2 separate regions of the Mus musculus genome follow, and region 1 is linked to region 2. A link is a contact called in public HiCAR-type data. All regions are on one chromosome and are shown on one strand. The core of a region is the stretch at or near the end of the contact, and the rest is flanking DNA. Distances in the headings are between cores, read along the strand shown.

Region 1 (3,434 bases), core at 914-3,413, 430 kb after region 2:
GCAGAGCTTGGAATGTGAGCTCAGCTGTGGTGTCAGGACCAAGCCCCTGTCTGTCGAGAGACACTGATTGTGATTTTTGGCTTTTGCAGATTGGCAGTCTTGGAATCTTTGTTCATACTAAGGGATACACTTCAGGTTTTGTGAGAGAGAGAAGAGCATTAGTAGGCACTGCTGAGAGCTGCCATGCAGGTGCTGGGAACAAACTCCGGTTCTCTGCAAGAGCAGCAGTGTTAGGCCACCTCACCGTTAACTCAAACAGCTACTCAGTCAGACTTTGAAAAACCAAGTAAAAAGATTCTTTATTCTCATTGTTAAAAAAGCTTTTCTATGGTAATGCATTACAATACAAAAATATTTTGGATACAACAGTTTTTCTTTTTGAGAAAAGGTCTTCTATACAGCCCTGGTTGTCTTGGAATTCACAGAGGTCCCCCTGCCTCTATCTCGCAAGTGCTGGGGTTATAGGTGCACACTACCACACTTGGCCAGACTTTCTCAAGACTTTCAACACTACGTTAGAAACATGATCTTTGGATTGAGAAATGAGTGACTAAAGTAGGAACACTAAAGGGTTTTTTGTTTTGTTTTTGTGTGGAATACTTGGATAACCCCTTTTGGTTTTCTTTGGATTCAGGCTATCTACAGCGAGAATGAAAAAAAAAAAGTTAAAACAAACAAACAAAAAACTTGTTTTTCAAGGCTCAGGGTTAAGTTTGGCTCAAAAAGAGTTTCTAGAATGTGGCAAGGAACCATGTCCACCACAGAGAGGTTTTATGGGTTCCTTGCTTTAGTAGTAACATTTCTTCCTGCAGCCCCACAGAGAAACTGAAGCTGGCCGGTTCTCAATGCTGATAGGCTCTGGCTGTTGGGGGTTTGGGGTTTGCCCTCTCACAGCTGCCCAGGAGCTGACTCAGATGAGCTGGAAATGGAACTGGGAAGAGCCTGATAGGAAGGGTGCACACTGGGTTTAGGCCAACTATATTGACTAGTTGTTAATGCTGGTGAGCTTCTTGGGAAAGATTGAAATGAAAGCTGACTATTGCCCACCAGTAGGTAGTTGGTGCCAAGGTTGAAAGGCCTAAACGTATCCTAGTCCCTCCTCTTGCAAGCGCCTGAGAACACAGGGAGCCGCTTCCTCCGGCCCAGCTTATGAACAGCAGCTGGTTTTTGTAAACAGAACTTCTCGGTTTAAGAGAGAAGCATTATTGTTTAGACTTGTGGCTGGTTGACCACAGAGTTATTTTGTGTGACAAACCAGGTATTCTTGGTCCAAGAAGTATTGGCATGGGGAGGGTGTGGCAGAGGGCAGGAGAAGCATTTGTAGGGTAGGCAGCTGAAGAGATCAGTCCAACCCATCTGACCTACAGCAAACAAAACCTCCTAGGCCAATAGGGAGGTCCAGCCAGCAATAACAAGAGATATGGCTGTCAGAGGCGGCAGGATCCCCTTAAGATGATACATCTACATAGATCTAATCCCCCACCTCTTGAATTGATGGCCCCTGGTTCAGGGAGTTGTGCAGCCTTTGAAATCTTCATCACCTTAAGAGGACCCCTAGCTGGTTCCATGGGAGCTGGTCATGTTGCCTCCTCCTGAGTTAGGGGTGGGCCCCTGGAGCAAGCCAGGTGTTCTGTGCCTAGCAACCAAGGCTGTTAGGCTGCCTGTCTCTGAGATTCTTGTTGCTGTATCTGTGGATTCTGGAGGGTGCTGTGGGGGGTCTTTGGAGACTTAGGGGCTGGAAGAGTGAGAGCTGCAGAGCGACCTGAGAATGTTGGTGCTGGCTCCACTGGGCTAGCAAGCAGTTCTGTGGGGAAGGAGGGCAACAGAAGATACGAGGGTGAGTCCTGGGGAGCTGGGGACCGGGGACAGCCTAGAGCACTGTCATCGGAAGGAACGGGGCTGGGGCAGCGGCCTTCTCCGGGTAAGTACCGAATGCATTTCTTTTTCCTCCTAGGAATAGTGAAGAGAGTTATCTGTAAACAGAGGGTGAATCCACAGTCACACATCACAACCAGAAAATGGCTGACCTTCAACAGGCCCGGCTAACCACTTTTTTTCTCTCTCCATGGCCAAGGAAACTCTGGCCATCTTCCAGCCCTACCTGGCCCAGACCTAGGACAAATGCAATTACACGGGACAGCCACAAGGTGGCAAGAGGAATCTTGTGTGTAGGCCTGTGGGCTGCTGCTTGTTTTCCAGGGGAACCGTCTCTTAGTTTGGGTCTTTAAGCTACTGTTCAGTGTATATTTGTAGGGATTAGATGGGCATTATTAAGGCAAGGTTGACTAATACTTGTGAGCAAACTTGGTTCTCACAACCAGGCTAGTAGAAGAAATGCAAATTAACTGTTGTTTATTAATAGCTAGCTCTAGCACTTCGGGGACGATTTGTCTTTTGCTCTTTGTCTTAGGGCTCTCAATGGTACTGGCTGGCCTACCTCAGCCTCCTGAGTGCTAGGGTTCCGGGTGTACACCTGTCCCCAGCCACAATCTGTCTTAAACTGCACACATGGATGGAATAGGACCTCTCCTAGGAACGGAGTCTCCATTTCCTATTGTGAGCACAACACACACCCACTTCTTTCCTCCTTGCTCTTGGATGCTTCTCCCGTATCCTCTGTCTCCTTTTTTGGTGTTACCAGAGCTAAGGTGACAAGTGATCACACACTGGTGATCAGACTATTTCCAGGAGTCTCTGATACTATCACCTTGTATCTCTCAAGCAGGAATTCTATTTTTAAAAAATGAGGGTTGTGGGACTTAATCACGTTGGAGCTAGGAGTAGGGGCCTCAGCTACCGAAGTGTGACAGATCTGTCTCCTGAGGTAATGGTTTGGTTATCTTGTTACCAGACCCACGTTTGCTTATGTATGTCTCCCCCTGGCTACTTGTCTCACCTTGACCAGTCATCTCCTTCACAAGCTGTGCTCAAAATTCAGTTGTATTCTTAGGAGCCATGGGTTTCCTTCTCTACAGGGCTTGCTTAGGGGACTGAGGGACAAAGGAAGGGCTGCAGACCCAGCAGAACATGTGCAATAAGGGAAGCAGCTTGAAGCAAAGGGAGGATGACGGTGGGGACAAACCCACCTGCACGGACCACACCAATCCGTCTGCTGGTTGAGGCCAAAGCGAGCACGACATTTCTTAGGCGAGCCAGGGTCTGCTCACACCCATGCCAGAGGGGCAGAACAGGGCAGAGGGCGAGCAGGCAGGCAGCAGGGCAGAACAGGGCCCAGAAAGAAGAGGTAACATCAGTGTTAGCCAGTTATAGACACCCCATAGCCCCCACAGGCAGAGTGGACTTCCCATGGCAGAGCCAGACCCAGGGGAAGCCTTAGGACCCAGAGCAAGGGATGAGAAAAGGCAGTCACCCAGTTGGGCAAAAGAGTCAGTGGGAAGAGTGACAGAGTGTGGGGTGCTCTTCACGCTGCCCTC
Region 2 (3,319 bases), core at 519-3,018:
TCAGGTTGGCTGGCAGGATATGAAGTGGACCTGTCACTGCCTGTTCAGGGTTCCTCTATCCCCTAAGGACTGCTCTCTCACATACTTCCAGGCTTCAGCCCTGGAGACGCTCCCTCCATCTGGTATCACCTTTGGGCTCATGTGGAGTTTTCCAGAAACAGGGACAGTTACTGACCATAGCTGCTCAGCCTGGATCCTATTCCCACTCAGGCCTCCCTTTACACAGTTGCCAGGTGGTCTTCAGGTCTTACTTAGCTGCCTGAGTTACCTTTAATTAAGAGCTTCTCCTTCCAGCCAGGTGTGGTGGCGCACGCCTTTAATCCCAGCACTTGGCAGGCAGAGGCAGGCAGATTTCTGAGTTGAACCTCTGCCTCTCCTTCCTATGACTCCGGCCTTCCTAGCTCGAGGTAGTATGAGCAGATCTTTATCAGGTGTGACCTTCCTTTCCCTTCTGAGACTACTTGAGAAGGAGATCCTAGGAGGTCCAGTGCGGCGGACAGCATCACAGGAGGGATTCAATATGGACTCTGCCATGACATCCCGTGTGACATGTACTCTGCTGTGACATTCCATGCGTGTGTGTGTGTGTGTGTACTCCTCACCTGCACTGGCAACACCAGGCCGTCAGGGTTCACTCATTGCTGACTCCAGCTTTATCAATTCCCATGTCCAGCCTCTTCCTCCAGGGACAGCCCTGGGTTTGAACCACTGGTAGCAGCCTGTGCACCTCTTACCATGACCCACTTTCCAATCAACCTCTTCTTCACACCCCTCTCCTCCTGCACTTTAGCCTGGCTCTGTGCCTTCCTCCATTCTGGAATAAATTTGTATAGGGGCCAGCATCTCTTTCTTCCTATTGCCTGCCACCCAGCAAGGCAGGAAGAACTCCCTGGAGCAGATGGCCTAAACCGGGACACCCTAGCCCAGCAGGAGGTGGTGACAGTGTACTGGAAAAAGAAAGGAGAGGCAAAACCAGCAGGGGTGGGGGGGGGTGTAAGCAGGCCCTGGGGGTGCACCCTCCGGGCAAAGGGGAGTTGTAGAAGACTTATGGCTGAAAACTGGACTCATCCCCACTACCTGTTCTCTTGGTCCACACCCACAACTGACCTATCAGTACATTTGCACCAGTCTCTCCTTGTGGCAGATACCAGCTCTCTTCACAGCCTGGTTCCACCCTTCCCCATCCCCCATCCTTTCACAGGGACAGTAAAACAATCCCTCAGCAATGCTCTTGAAATGCAAATCAGACCACTTCCTGGCAAACTTACACCTTCCAGGGCCTCGATGGCCTCTACATGGGTGGAAATCCGCAAGATTTCCTGCTGGGAACCTCAGAATGGGACATAAGGTCTCAGAAGATAAAAGTAGCTAAGATGAAGTCATCTCGGGTTGGGGTGGGCCCATGCTTGATTATGACTGAATGAAGACAAAGACCTGGAGAATGGAGTGCTGACTGACTGGGTGGACAGAGTGACTGTGTCACCAGCCAAGTGCTGTTAAGGATTTTGGCCAGGGACCCCAAGGCAAACAGCGAGATCAGAAAAGGAAAGGGTCTGTTTCCCATGGTTCCTCTCCATCCTTGGAGGGACGCAGGGGTGAGGCTACCACATACTCATCTCCGATGACCGAGAGCTCCGGCCACCCTCTTGGGTCTCACACAAGGTCCATTCAGTCACTGAAATAAACTCTTCCAGCAAGAACCACAATCATGTCCTGCAGGGCCTAATAGTCAGCGGTTGCTAGGGGACATGAGCTGGCATCTGCAGGCTGATGTCCACTACTGCAATCTTTCTGTCAGCCGTGAATAACTCTGGACGCTGTGGTGGCCGTGCCCATCCACGCTGCCTGCCAAGGTCCAGGCCTGCGGCTGAAATTTGTAGGAGAGTGTATCTTTTGGGTTGGCCGTAAAATTGATTTTCTGCTGGTGGCAATTCTGCTCCTGACCCATCAGAGAAGATGCCCGTGCTGGAGCACCAGGCCTTGCAGCTCTGTGGAGCCCACTCTCAGAATATAAGGCTTCACCTCTCTTCTATGAGCTGAACTGCTTATGGGGCCAATAGTAATAAAAATACCAATCTGAAGTAAGGAAGGGGCGGGGCGGGCTCAGATCCTTATCATCCTAGTACTTGGGAGGAATGGGTGAGGCCAGCCTGGGCTACCAGGTGAGAAGGTAGCTTCAAACAACACAACTAACAGTGGAAGCCACTATCCTTGTGTGACTCCAAGAGATGGAGGCCACTGTCCTTGTATGACCCCCTAACGCTGACCCCAAGGTCAGTTGGATCCTTACTTCCAGTTCAAGGAAAAGGAAACAGAAAGTCACCCATTAGGGGAAAGGGCCCAGAATCAGTACAGGGCCAGACCACCCAAGGCCTCTAACTCCAGCCCTGCCCTGTCCCTTCAATGCAGGAGCAGGACCAAGCTGGCCTGGTGCCCAGGCAAAGGTGGACTACTCTCAGCTATTGGCCCTGGGCCATGGTTAGAGACTGGGCCTGCTGGCCAGGCCACTGCCACTATGGGGCCTTGCAGAGAACCCCTGCCCCACCCCCATAAGAGCACTTGGTCCTTTGCATTGTTAGTCAAAGTTACCAACATGTAGCCCCCAGAGGGACTGAGGCTGGACCCCTGGAGCTGGGTCTTATTGCTATCTTTGATAGCTTTCTTCTTCAGTCTTCTAGAAACCTCCTCCTTCCCCCAACACACACATGTCCATCTCCCTCAGCCCCAAATATACCACAAGCCACAATTCTGTCCTGCCTCCTAGAGTAAAGACGGAAGTGTGTGTGGCTCAGTCACCCAGGCCAGGCCTGGAATGCCTCTGTGGGGCAATGCCAAGTGTGTGACATCTGTCCCAATCCCTGTTCTCTGCCTGGCAGGCCATGGGAGTCTCTCCCAATCCCTGTTCTCTGCCTGGCAGGCCATGGGAGTCTCACTCACCACCCACCCCTGCCCTCCCAGTTCTGGCCAGCACAAACATGCCTGGCCAGAACAACCCTCCCCCCCCCCACCCCCGGCCACCAGGATTTCCTCTGTCTAAAGCTCCCAAGAGACTTCACAGAGTTCCAGGTAGGCTCTCCCACCTCTTTCTAGATGTTCAGATGGGTGGCACCTGTCCTTGGAGGGGTCTGTGGTAGCCCCCTGAGTCTTTGGAGCCTACCAAAGGCTCAAACTGGGCAGGGCACATGGAGTAAGAGGTAAGGCCCCTGACCCACCAGGGCTACTTACCCTCTCCAGGTCCTGCCGCAGGTGGGTGAAAAGCTTCAGGCGTCGATAGAGGACATCCTGTTCCTGTTGGGCCAGGTTGTCCACCTCGTCAGTC

The links. HiCAR-type assays count read pairs that join an accessible place to other places.
Region 1: a contact with region 2 is called in a HiCAR-type map of astrocytes, with 3 times the contacts expected there. The contact joins two enhancer-like sites. A contact is called at or near these places in 1 of 15 datasets of contacts at CTCF or cohesin (large pre-B cells), 2 of 484 Hi-C or Micro-C datasets (B cells and pro-B cells), 2 of 115 datasets of contacts at active chromatin or transcription factors (astrocytes and extraembryonic endoderm stem cells) and 1 of 9 other capture datasets (embryonic stem cells).

The regions. Positions count from the first base shown.
Region 1 is chr11:52,252,013-52,255,446 of GRCm38.p6, forward strand. It overlaps Tcf7 (transcription factor 7, T cell specific), which reads right to left. Exons shown (of 11, transcript NM_001313981.1): 11 at 271-1,950. The coding sequence ends at 1,871. Among named protein-coding and RNA genes, the nearest start is that of Skp1, 22 kb to the left of the region's middle. Within about 2 kb of position 2,164, at least 45 of the 459 cell types and tissues checked have an H3K27ac peak or open chromatin away from gene starts, as enhancers often do. A contact at or near this core is called in astrocytes, where this site is marked.
Region 2 is chr11:51,821,718-51,825,036 of GRCm38.p6, forward strand. Jade2 (jade family PHD finger 2) reads right to left here. Exons shown (of 13, transcript NM_001357588.2): 10 at 3,226-3,319. Among named protein-coding and RNA genes, the nearest start is that of Gm30110, 32 kb to the right of the region's middle. Within about 2 kb of position 1,769, at least 46 of the 459 cell types and tissues checked have an H3K27ac peak or open chromatin away from gene starts, as enhancers often do. A contact at or near this core is called in astrocytes, where this site is marked.